2 separate regions of the Oryctolagus cuniculus genome follow, and region 2 is linked to region 1. The links are chromatin contacts, called in public Micro-C maps. All regions are on one chromosome and are shown on one strand. Each heading gives the region's core, a stretch centred on a gene start, on an enhancer-like site or on the middle of the called end of the contact. The rest is flanking DNA. Distances are from core to core; before and after follow the strand shown.

Region 1 (5,223 bases), core at 2,640-5,139:
CGAACTTGCTTGCACTGTGCAAGGAGAACTATCATTGCCCCTTGAAATACATGGCAATTATCCGAGACTGAAGACAAGCCACTCCACTAAACTCATATTCTCAGACCTCACTTAAGTATGACATGCTTATTTTCCATGTGATTGGACATGAGTTTGTCTCCAAACCACCTTGGAGAATATCTCTCAGGATTAAGACAGTCAGACTGAGATCTTACAGAATGGCAGTAAGAAGACAAGCGGCTAGAAAATTGCACTTACAGATGAAAATACTTCATGTGGTCAAAATCAGTCGCATTTCAATGAATCAGTATCTAGAAAAATAATTCAGCCCTATGCAAACAAATTTACACTGGAAGATACACAGAGTTTATAATCAATACATTGAAAATCTGGAGACATGACAATACCCACTGTTCACTAGCAACCCTGATTCATGTTGATAAGGCTTTTAAAATTAAGTGAGCAGGGGCCGGCGCCACGGCTCACTAGGCTAATTCTCCGCCTTGTGGCGCCGGCACACCAGGTTCTAGTCCCAGTCGGGGCACCGGATTCTGTCCCGGTTGCCCCTCTTCCAGGCCAGCTCTCTGCTGTGGCCAGGGAGTGCAGTGGAGGATGGCCCAAGTGCTTGGGCCCTGCACCCCATGGGAGACCAGGAGAAGCACCTGGCTCCTGCCTTCGCGAAGGATCAGCCCAGTGCGCCGGCCGTGGCGGCCATTGGAGGGTGAACAATTGGCAAAGGAAGACCTTTCTGTCTCTCTCTCTCACTGTCCACTCTGCCTCTCAAAAAAAAAAAAAAAAAAAAAAAAATTAAGCGAACAAAGAGCTGAAATGTTCTCAAAAAATTTTCAGCAGCTATAAAATACGCTGAACTTTTCGAAGCCAAATCAGACAAGAATGATACGGTGCCAGTGCAGCTTTCCTGGCACCCCTTCCCATCAGGCAGTCAGAAAGGATCTTCCAAGTGGATCGCAGTGAGTCCTACAGACCACTTACTAGCAGACCTTTGGGCGACTGTGTTCCCAGCTTCAGAAGGTAAGCTATCTATGAATTCCTTCTACCCCACCCTTGCGAAGGCGGAGCCAGCACCATACCACATGCAGCTGCCCTTCTCTTGGAACTGGGACAGTTGGGTCAGTCAAATGGAATTACCCCACAGAAAGCTGAAAACACAGAACAGCCAAGGCAGCAAGACAGCTAGCCTGAGGGATGCAGCTGGAGAAACCACACAGAGGTGATAATTATACACCTCTTAGCGTATTATTCATATTATTCACTTATTAGTGTAGAATTCTTGAGGAGGCCTCAGAGAATGAATGTGTAAGGTGCGGAACAAAGGACGTTCAGTCAGGGATGGTAACAGGTAACTAAGAAGTGATTCAAAATAAAGAAACATGGGCTTCAAAACAGAAAAATAAAAAAACTGGGGGGGCGGGGGATGGGCACTTGACCTAGTAGTTAAGACACCTGCCCCATTTCAGAGTACTTGCGTTCTATACTTGGCTCTTTTTTTTTTTTTTTAATTTTTATTCATTTATTTGAGAGGCAGAGTTAGACAGTGAGAGGGAGAGACAGAGAGAAATTCTTCCTTCTGTTGGTTCACTCCCCAAATGGCCGCAACAGCCAGAGCTGCACCGATCCGAAGCCAGGAGCCAGGAGCTTCCTCCGGGTTTCCCACGTGGGTGCAGGGTCCCAAGGAGTTGGGCCATCTTCTACTGCTTTCCCAGGCCACAGCAGAGAGCTGGATTAGAAGAAGAGCAGCCGGGACTAGAACTGGCGCCCATATGGGATGCGGGCGCTGCAGGCGGAGGATTAATCTACTGTGTCTTGATTCCAACTTTCTGCTAATGCACAGCCTGGGAGGCAGCAGTGATGGTTCAGGTAATTAGGTTCCTGTCACTCATGTGGGAGATCTGGATTAAGCTCCCAGCTCCTGAATTTGGCCTGATCCAGTCTTGGCCATTGTGGACATTTTGAGAGTGAACCAGCAGAGGGGACCTCTCTCTCTCTCTCTCTGCCTCTCAAACAAACAAATAAATAAGAACTTAAAAAATAACTTTTCATTATGGAAAATTATAGTTATATAAAAAAGCAGAAGACTTCAACAAACCCCATACTTATCCCCCAGCTTTCACAATGACCAAACCCTGGCCGGTCCTGTTTGACCTACGCTCCCTCCCACCTTACAAACCAGAAGGGGCCTTTGAGATCATCGTTTAATAACCCCATTTTATAGATGAGTAAACTCAGTTCTAGAAAAGTCAAGTGATTTGCCCTGAGATTACACAGACAATTAAAGATCTACAAAATAACATCATGAAAAACAAGGAAGAAAGAAGTCTCATGGAGTCACAGTGACCAACATTGCCAGATAATGCAGAGTTCATGAGTGGTAGGGTAGGCCTGAAAGTAGTTTCTGGGTATGACCAGAAGAAAGTTCCTGGCTTCTCCTATATGGTCTCCAACGGGGATCATCTGCAACATGTTCCCCACCCAGCCATTAGTTCTCACCCTAAAATACTGAGGGCAAAACAATTCCCAATTTCTTCTTCCACAGTACCACCAGGATAAATTTCCTCCATTCACAAATAATTACAGAGAGACAACAACACACACCAGGCCCAGTCCTAGGCACTGGGGACACAAAGGTGAACCAGAGAGGCAGACATTGTTGCTGCCTCCATAAAGGTTCTGTTCTTGGGACCAGCGCTGTGGCGCAGTGGGTGAAAGCCCCAGGCTGCAGTGCCGGCATCCCATATGGGCACTGGTTCGAGACCCGGCTGCTCCACTTCTGATCCAGCTCTCTGCTATGGCCTGGGAAAGCAGTAGAAGATGGCCCAAGTCCCTGGGCCCCTGCACCCACGTGGGAGACCCAGAAGCGGCTCCTGGCTTCGGATCAACACAGCTCTGGTCGTTGCAGTCCATTGGGAAGTGAACTAGTGGATGGAAGACCTCTCTTTCTCTGTCTGCCTCTGCCTCTCTGTAACTCTGCCTTTCAAATAAATAAAAATCTTTAAGAAAAATGTTTATATTCTCGTTGGGAAAAACACACAATAAACCAGGATATAAACAACAGATTGTACTAATCATGATGAAAGAAAGATAAAGGCTGATATCAGAAGACAGGGAGCCTTACTTTAGATACGGTGATTTGATAAGGAGACACAGAAGGCATTTGAGCTGAGTCCTTGCCAAGTGGTAGGGATGAGCATCTCAGCTCAATATATCATCTGTCACGGGTCTTTCAAGTGGAGGACTAACATCAGGGACCACGCTGATGGCGCAAAGTCTGGGGCAGGGCGTGGGAGGGGGTACGTACTGCTGTCTACAGTTGTCCTTATGTTTATCACTCTACACTGAAGCGAAGACTCCCAGTTACAAGGAAAGCCAGGAGGGAAGGCTGGGAAGCGAGCCTCTCATAAGCTAAGAGATTTGGGGAGCCCTAAGGTCCTGCCCTCTCCTCCAACTCTCACTCTCTGAAAAGCCAGAGAAGCACCTGACCCTGCCCACTCCTTCCCGATGGAGGAGACGGTGCGGACCACTGGGGATACAGTGCAAGGCTGGACCCTCGCTCCACGGCCTCCTCCCTCCAGGCTACCCCAAAAGTCACTTCCCCGCTTCCGCTGACCCGACCTCTCCAAGGGCTCCCAAGGTTGCAGGCAGCCGGAAACCACGGTCTCGCACGTGGCACGAAAGCAAGAATTTTCCCAAGATCGTGCCCGAGGCGGGTCTAGTACCTGTCAGGAGGCGTGAGGACAGAGCATGCGGGGATGCGGCCATAACGGACGAGTTCGGCCGCCCCCCAGGGTCCCGGTGTCTTCTGCCCTCACCGGCTGCTGGGCGCCGCCATCTTCCTTCCCCGCCCCCTCTGCGGGAGGAGGGACGCATCCGGTGCGTCACTTCCGGCGGGCGGCCAGTGGGAGGACCTCGCTCTAGCTGTGGGTGTGCTGGAGCTTCCCGGCCGGGCTGACGGCTCGGGGTCTGAGGTAAACTTTGGGAGAAAGCGTGGTGTGGCTGAGTCCTCCCGGGGAAAAAGGCGCGGCAGAGCTGCGCAGACGCCCCCGGCCGGATCCAGGGCCCCGGTGCTGTTTAGACGCGTGCTGGTGACCGGAGCGCCCGAGGACATCGGCGGTGCCTCCGCTCCCCTCCGGGTCGAGCAGTGCCCGCGGCGCCAGCTTGGCTGTCGAAAGGGAGTCGGGGTGGACTCGAGGGGTCGGGTCCCCGAGCCACACCCGGGGAACGGAGCCTCAGAGCGCCTCTGGGTGCAGAAGGTGCGGGGAGTGGCTCAGCCTTGGGGCTCTGGAGTGAGGTCTGTGTTTGAGCCAATTACGAAGTCGCTCGAACCCGGCTCCCCGCTCGTCTCGTTGTAGAACGGGGATCAGGACAGTGCACGTTTTATGAAGGAATTCACTGTCGCAGGCGCCTACCACGAATGGCAGCGATAAATTAGTTATCATCCGTGGTGGTCACTCCAGCAGAGCTCGGCAGCCCTCCCTTTACGGGGGAACTTCAAAAAGCTCATGGAAAATGGAATTAAATCCTAGTTTGGATGCAAAAATGTTTTGAAATCCATTGGAAACACGTACTATGGAGGGGGAAAAAAAACTCATGAAATTCAAATAGTGTTTGCAGCAGCCAGATAAACTTGTTTTAGTTCTGTTTCTCCACGGACTTTTGAAGTCTCCTAGTATCTCCTTGATCAGCGAAAGTGCATTGAAGAAAAGACTCCGCTTTTGAAAAAGCTGGTTCTACAAGGGTAGTTCCTGTTTTCGGGCTGGGGTGGTGGCCATTTTGGGCCACCTGGGCTAGCATTGCTAGGGACAGGGGCACTGAGAAGACGGCTCCGGGTGGGAGAGGAGCGTACCCTATGCCAGTGGTGGACAGCAGGGTTGTCGTTAGGACGGTCCGTGTGATAGGCTGATGTGGAAGGTTCTGGAAAGCCCTGAGGTGCTGACATTTCTGTGTAGTTGGGGTAGAGAGGGCTCCAAAGATTTCAGAAGAGTTCTCAGTGGAAGGTGCAATAGGATTTTTTCAACATGCAAGGACGGGAAAGGGCACTCCACAAAGAGGATAACAGTCTTCAGGACTGATAGAAGTTTCCAGATTTCAGGACCGGCATGGTGGTGCACTAGGTTAATCTTCTGCCTGCGGTGCCAGCATCCCATATGGACCCCGCGTTCTAGTCCCAGTTGCTCCTCTTCCAGTCCAGCTCTCTGCTGTGGCCCA
Region 2 (5,169 bases), core at 1,138-3,637, 180 kb before region 1:
CCCATTACACAGATGGCAGCTCTGAGGCGCGCTCACCGGACCAGAACCCTGAGCCCCGTGGGCGACTTCTCGCAACAACAAACGCACAGGGCTGTGGGGCCAGGGACTGGGCGAAGCCCTTCAGAGCGCGGGTTTGGGGGCGAGAGGTCGGCCCCTTCGGCAGTCTCCATCCTATCCGAGTCCCCACGGCGGGGTGGGGACAGGGAGCGGGGTGGGGGTGTGAGGGATCCCCGTTTTCCCTTCTCTCCGTTTTGTTTCCGGAAGTCTGCCGCCTCTTGGAAGCCCACTGGGTCTGGGGGGCTGGCGGGGACCCGTGCGCGCGCGGGCTCGGGGAATGATGACCGGAAAGAAGGAGACCCTCAGGGCGGAGACGGTGTTTGCAGACGCCGGAGTCTGGCAACCCCTTGCCCACCCGTGCGCCTCGCCCGGACTCTGCCAAACCACCTCTGCCCCAAGGCCCGGGAGCTGCGGGAAGCCGTGGGCAGCGGTAGCGATTCTGTCTGTCCCTTCGGACTGGAAAAAGAAATTTTGGGCAGCAGCCACCTCGAAGCTACTCTGGTTTCCAATCCCTGGATACCCTCACCACCACCACCACCACCCCAAAAAAAAGTCTTTGTGCCCCCGACGTGTCAAGAGCCCGCGGAGACACGCGTTCCTTGCTCTTCGCTCCCCCCAGCATCAAGGCCGGGGTAGGCGGGAAACGGGTGGGCCCTGCCCGGGAGGCGCCGGGAAGCCTTCAAAGCTGCGCGCCGCTCACACCGGCTGCAGTGCGCGCCTTTGCCCGACAGAGACCAGCACCGCTCCACGCTCCGCTCGCCGCCCGCCCCAGCTCACCCTCCCGAGCCCGAGACGCTGGAGCCGAGCGCGGGTGCGACGCCCCTCCCGGCCCCGGGAGCCAGGAGCAATGTTAACTCCGAAACCCACAACCTCCCTGCGGTCTCGGCAGGACGCTGTCGCCGCCCGATCCCCTAGAGTCTGGAGCGCAGAAACTGCTCAGAAGTTGGTGCAGGGAGCAGGCTGTGTCGGCGGGGGCGCACAACGCTCCTCCCAGCGTCCCGGGGGCTCCGCCAGGAAAAATTAAATCCTGGCGACCCTGATTGATGCGTATGGGGCGGCAACGCCATGGCTAGAGGGCACCCTGCTTCTCCAAGCGCACACCAAGTCGCTGCCCCGTTGCCTGTGGTTCTTGAGCACCGCGGACCACTGAGCCGCCGGCGCTGCGCCAGAAGTTTCTCCGGGTCTTGGCGAGAGCCGAGCTGGGCGCACCCGGCGTGCGCTCGCCCCCTTTGCAGCCTATGCCGCCGCCCCGCGCCCTCGCCCGCTCCCGCGCGCACTCACCGGTACCAAGCGAGGCCCTTGTCGTAGCTGCGGTCGAAGAAGTGGGGCTCGGCGCCCACGGCACGCACGTCGGGGTGCACGCGCAGGAACTCCAGCAGCGCCCGCGTGCCGCCCTTCTTCACGCCGATGATGATGGCCTGAGGCAGCTGCTTGCTCCCGGACCCACTAAAAAAGCTGGAGATGGGACTGGGGGAGTCCGGCGCCTCGGGACCCTGCTCTTCCTGGCTCGCGGCGCCCTCGTTGGCCAGCAGAGTGGCCGGCGGCGCCCGGAACGGCAACCTGGGAGGCGTCCCGTCCGCAGCGGTGGCCAGGGCGGCCGGCGGGGCGTGCGCGGCGCGGGAGCCCGAGCCCAGCAGCAGCCCTGGCGCGGCGGCGCAGGAGCCGGCGCACGAGTACAGGAACATGTAGAGCCAGACGCAAAGCATGGCGAAGAGCAGCGCGAGCTTCCTCCTCACCGGCGGCGGGGGCGGCTGCGGCTGCGACAGGAGCCGGCCCGGGACATCGAGGCAGGAGCGGCCGCCGCTCAGGCGCTGCCCCATGCGCTGCCCGCGGGCGCGGCCAGGGGCATGGCTCAGCACATGGCCAGGGTCCCGCCGGGGCAGTGAGCGCAGAGAGGGCTCCCCCTCCGCGGCTCGCCGGACGCTTATTGCCCCCGCGTGCCCGCGGTCAAAGCGGCCGCCGCTGCCGCCGCTGCCGCTGCTGCTGCTGCTCTCCAGGTGGCGGCGGCAGCTGTAGCGGCGGCGGCTCTTGACATGTTGTCCCGGGAGCAGCCGCAACTGGAACGCCAAGTCGGGGCGGCGGTCAGTGCTGGCCCAGGGGCTGCTCCTGCGGCGTCACGGCCCGCTGCGGGCTAGCAGAGCCCCTGCGCGCGCTCTCCCGGAGCGCTCGGGACGGTGCGCACGGCTGTTCGCCGGGGCTGCCTGCTCGCCGTTCTGAGCGCCCCAGTCTTGGAGAGCAGCCCCGGCGGAGGCTGCGGAGGAGAACTGCGCAGGAAGCCAGCGAGCAGACCGAGGTGGAGGGGGCGGGCCCGGCCTTGCGGAGTGACGGGCTGCTCTTCCTACCAGAAGCGGCGAGCACCACGCCGAGGGCGGGGCCTCACCCAGGACTCAGCAGCCAACCCGCTCCCGGGGCGTGGAGGTGTGGAAAGAGTTGGGGGCGGTGCAGAGCGACCGGGTGAGGCTATTGGCTTCGGGGGCGAGGGGGCGGGCTCATGGGGGCGGAGCCAGGGGCTGGTGCCAGCCGCAGATGCTGGGACGGATGCTGGAGTTGGCGGAGTGCTGGGAGAGGTCGCACCCCAGCGAGTGGCGCACTCGCGTGCGTTTCCGCGATCGCTCCCTGGGAGCCGGCCTGGGCTGCCGCTGCCCAGATGCCGGGACGCGAGCCCCGGTCCAGATGTGTCTCGGGCGCGATCCCCAAGTGTGCGCTGCAGGGTAGGAGAAGGGACTGGAGGAGGCAGGGGCGCCCGCAGGTGCACCCAAGGCCCGTGTCGAGCCGGTCCCTCGCCGGGGGCCCAGGAGGCACGCCCTTCCCGGACGGGCATCGGTTTGAGAAATGGAAGGCCTGTTTGGAAATCGCTTTTTTTCCCCTGTCTTTTCTTACTCTGTGCCAGGAGGTGGGCCTTCTCTCACCCCCACCCACCCACCTCGGCCTGCCTCTCTTTTAAGTGGGAAGTAAACCGTCCTCCAGGAAAAAAGAAAAAAAAATCTCTGCCTCTAAAACTGCCGGGGGGGGGTGGGGAGGGAGAAGGCGCGGGGAGAAATTAACTAAAAGGTAGAGTCTAGAAAAAAAGTTTCCTTTGGACACGCGTGCGCGCGCACCAGCGGAGTCAGCGCAGAAAGTTGTCCTCTGAGTATTGTGAGTTTATTGGACACGTTACGTTTGAGAACTTGTCCTTTCTCTTTTTCCCTGAATCGGTATTGAAGCCAACATTCGCCTTCAGGCAGGCGACAGGTTGGCTCGCTGACCTGTCGCCTTTCGCCGTAGAATGTGCCGATTTCGGGCACATCCGTCACCGAGTGGCACTCTTCTAATAGTCAAAGTCCAGCCGAAGCCTCCCCACTAAGTGTCTCCTGGGAACCCCACTCTCTGCCCAGAGTGGGGAAACAAAAGACCTGCCCCGAGGTTGGGAAGCGGGGGCTCCCAGGCACTCCAGCCGCTTTTGGGTGGGCAGAGGGGACCAGGGGCGCCGCCGCGCTCGGCTGCATTCCTGTCCCGGGCGTGTGGAGGAAGCTCAGGAGCCTCCGAGGCATCCCGGCGCCCGCAGCCCCGCGGCCCCGCGGCGGAGCGGCCGGCGGGCCTCCCAACACCTGGCGGCCCGTGGTTCCGGACAGAGCGTCTCTTCCGACGCCGGCCCCCGCGCGGCCCCGGGGGTCCGGTGCCGCCCACGGAGTGGCTCAGCCGGAGCTGCCGCCCGCGCTGTTCTCCCTTCCGGAGCCAGTGTCCCCACTAAGTGTCTCCTGGGAACCCCACCCCGGGGAGCAAGCTGAGAAAGCCGCTCTGACCTCGGCGTCTCCGGTTCCAAAAATGTGCCCCGTGACTGGAGAGGGTTAGGAAAACGCAGCGGCCGGCGTGGGACCCGTGCGCCCCACGCGGTGCCCCGCGCGACCTCCTTGTAACTCCCCTGAGCGCTGACACATTTTCCTACAAAACTGTCGAGGGGGAAATAATTCAGGATTTTCCTCCTCCCTCGCCACCCCTCCCCCCCATCCCACCTTGAACTTTCCGGCTTTTTTTTTTTTTTTTTTTTTTTCTGGCCTGGCAGGGATGTTGGGTGGATTCTCTCCAAGTGACTTATGCGCCCTGGATTCTTCACCCAATTCACTTAATTCCCAATTTACGCTTCTGAAACGTGAGGACAAATAGATTTCTGTGCACCAGCCAGACTCCTTTATTTTGAAAATGGGGGGGGGGGGCATTAAGTGTCCCCAGGCTCTTGTTATTTCGGTGGGACATGAAGATCCTGACTTGTGAGTGTTGGGTTCCTTGCAGCGCGCGTGTGGTTAACGTCGGTGCAGATCGGGTGTGACTCAATGATGTTTTCAGGATTTTAATCCTCCAGATAAAAAAATTAATAAATAAAGTCCCTGTGCCTTGGGGTGTTAGGGAAGTCGGGTGAGAGAGCGAGGCAGGCTCCGGATGTGTTTGGAGCTGGCTTTTTTTTTTTTTTTTTTCCCGGGGGTGGAGGGAGGGAGAGAGTGGAAGGAAGGCTGTGGGCGTCGGAAATCGCCCCTGAGTGAGGCGCAGAGCGGAGAGCCCCGGAGCTCAGCCACCCGCCGCCCGTCCGGTCTCCGCTGCCCAGCGCAGTGCGGGAGCTGGCGGCGCGCTCAGTGCGAGGGGCTGGGGGGCCTCCCGCAAGTCCTGCCGGGCCTCGGCAGTGGCGCCAGAGTGGGACCAGGGCCGCTCGCAGCCGCCTTGTCCCTTCTTTCTGCCCGCCTGGCGGGTCCTACCCGGCTCTCGGGAGTCCCACTGGAGCTGCGCCCCCGACCCTCCATCACCCGGTGCGGTGCCGCTCAGGATTGGCCCTCGGGCAACGCCCGTCTCACAAGGTCAGGTTGCCCAGATGGGCAGCTCGAGGCCCGAGCCTGGCCCCTGCTTGTCCCCAAGCTTGCCCGTGGGCCCACCCGATCTGTGCTTCTGCCTTTAACCACTGCTCAGCCGTGCGGGGGTCCCCCACGCGTGTTCTGCCAAAGCCACCGCCAAAACCCGGGGAAAGTTTTAGCTTTAGTGAATTTGGGCAGAACATCTGCAGTGGGAAAACGCAGAGTTGAATTTCGGCTCACCTGTAAGGCCTATGTTTTATTTTGGGTTATTTGGGATTACCTAATGCGGCAC

What was found. Hi-C and Micro-C count contacts between places; a contact is called where the count stands out from the background.
Region 2: a Micro-C map of ear pinna shows a contact between it and region 1, with 7 times the contacts expected there. The contact joins the promoter of LOC100352865 here to the promoter of COX10 in region 1. A contact is called at or near these places in 2 of 6 Hi-C or Micro-C datasets (ear pinna and an unstated tissue).

What each region holds. Positions count from the first base shown.
Region 1 is chr17:58,046,792-58,052,014 of mOryCun1.1, reverse strand. It overlaps COX10 (cytochrome c oxidase assembly factor heme A:farnesyltransferase COX10), which reads right to left and starts at 3,889. Exons shown (of 7, transcript XM_002718961.5): 1 at 3,735-3,889. The coding sequence starts at 3,885. It overlaps LOC103351459 (a long non-coding RNA gene), which reads left to right and starts at 3,876. Exons shown (of 3, transcript XR_007911390.2): 1 at 3,876-3,983.
Region 2 is chr17:58,229,381-58,234,549 of mOryCun1.1, reverse strand. It overlaps LOC100352865 (heparan sulfate glucosamine 3-O-sulfotransferase 3B1), which reads right to left and starts at 2,387. Exons shown (of 2, transcript XM_002718869.5): 1 at 1,339-2,387. The coding sequence starts at 1,877.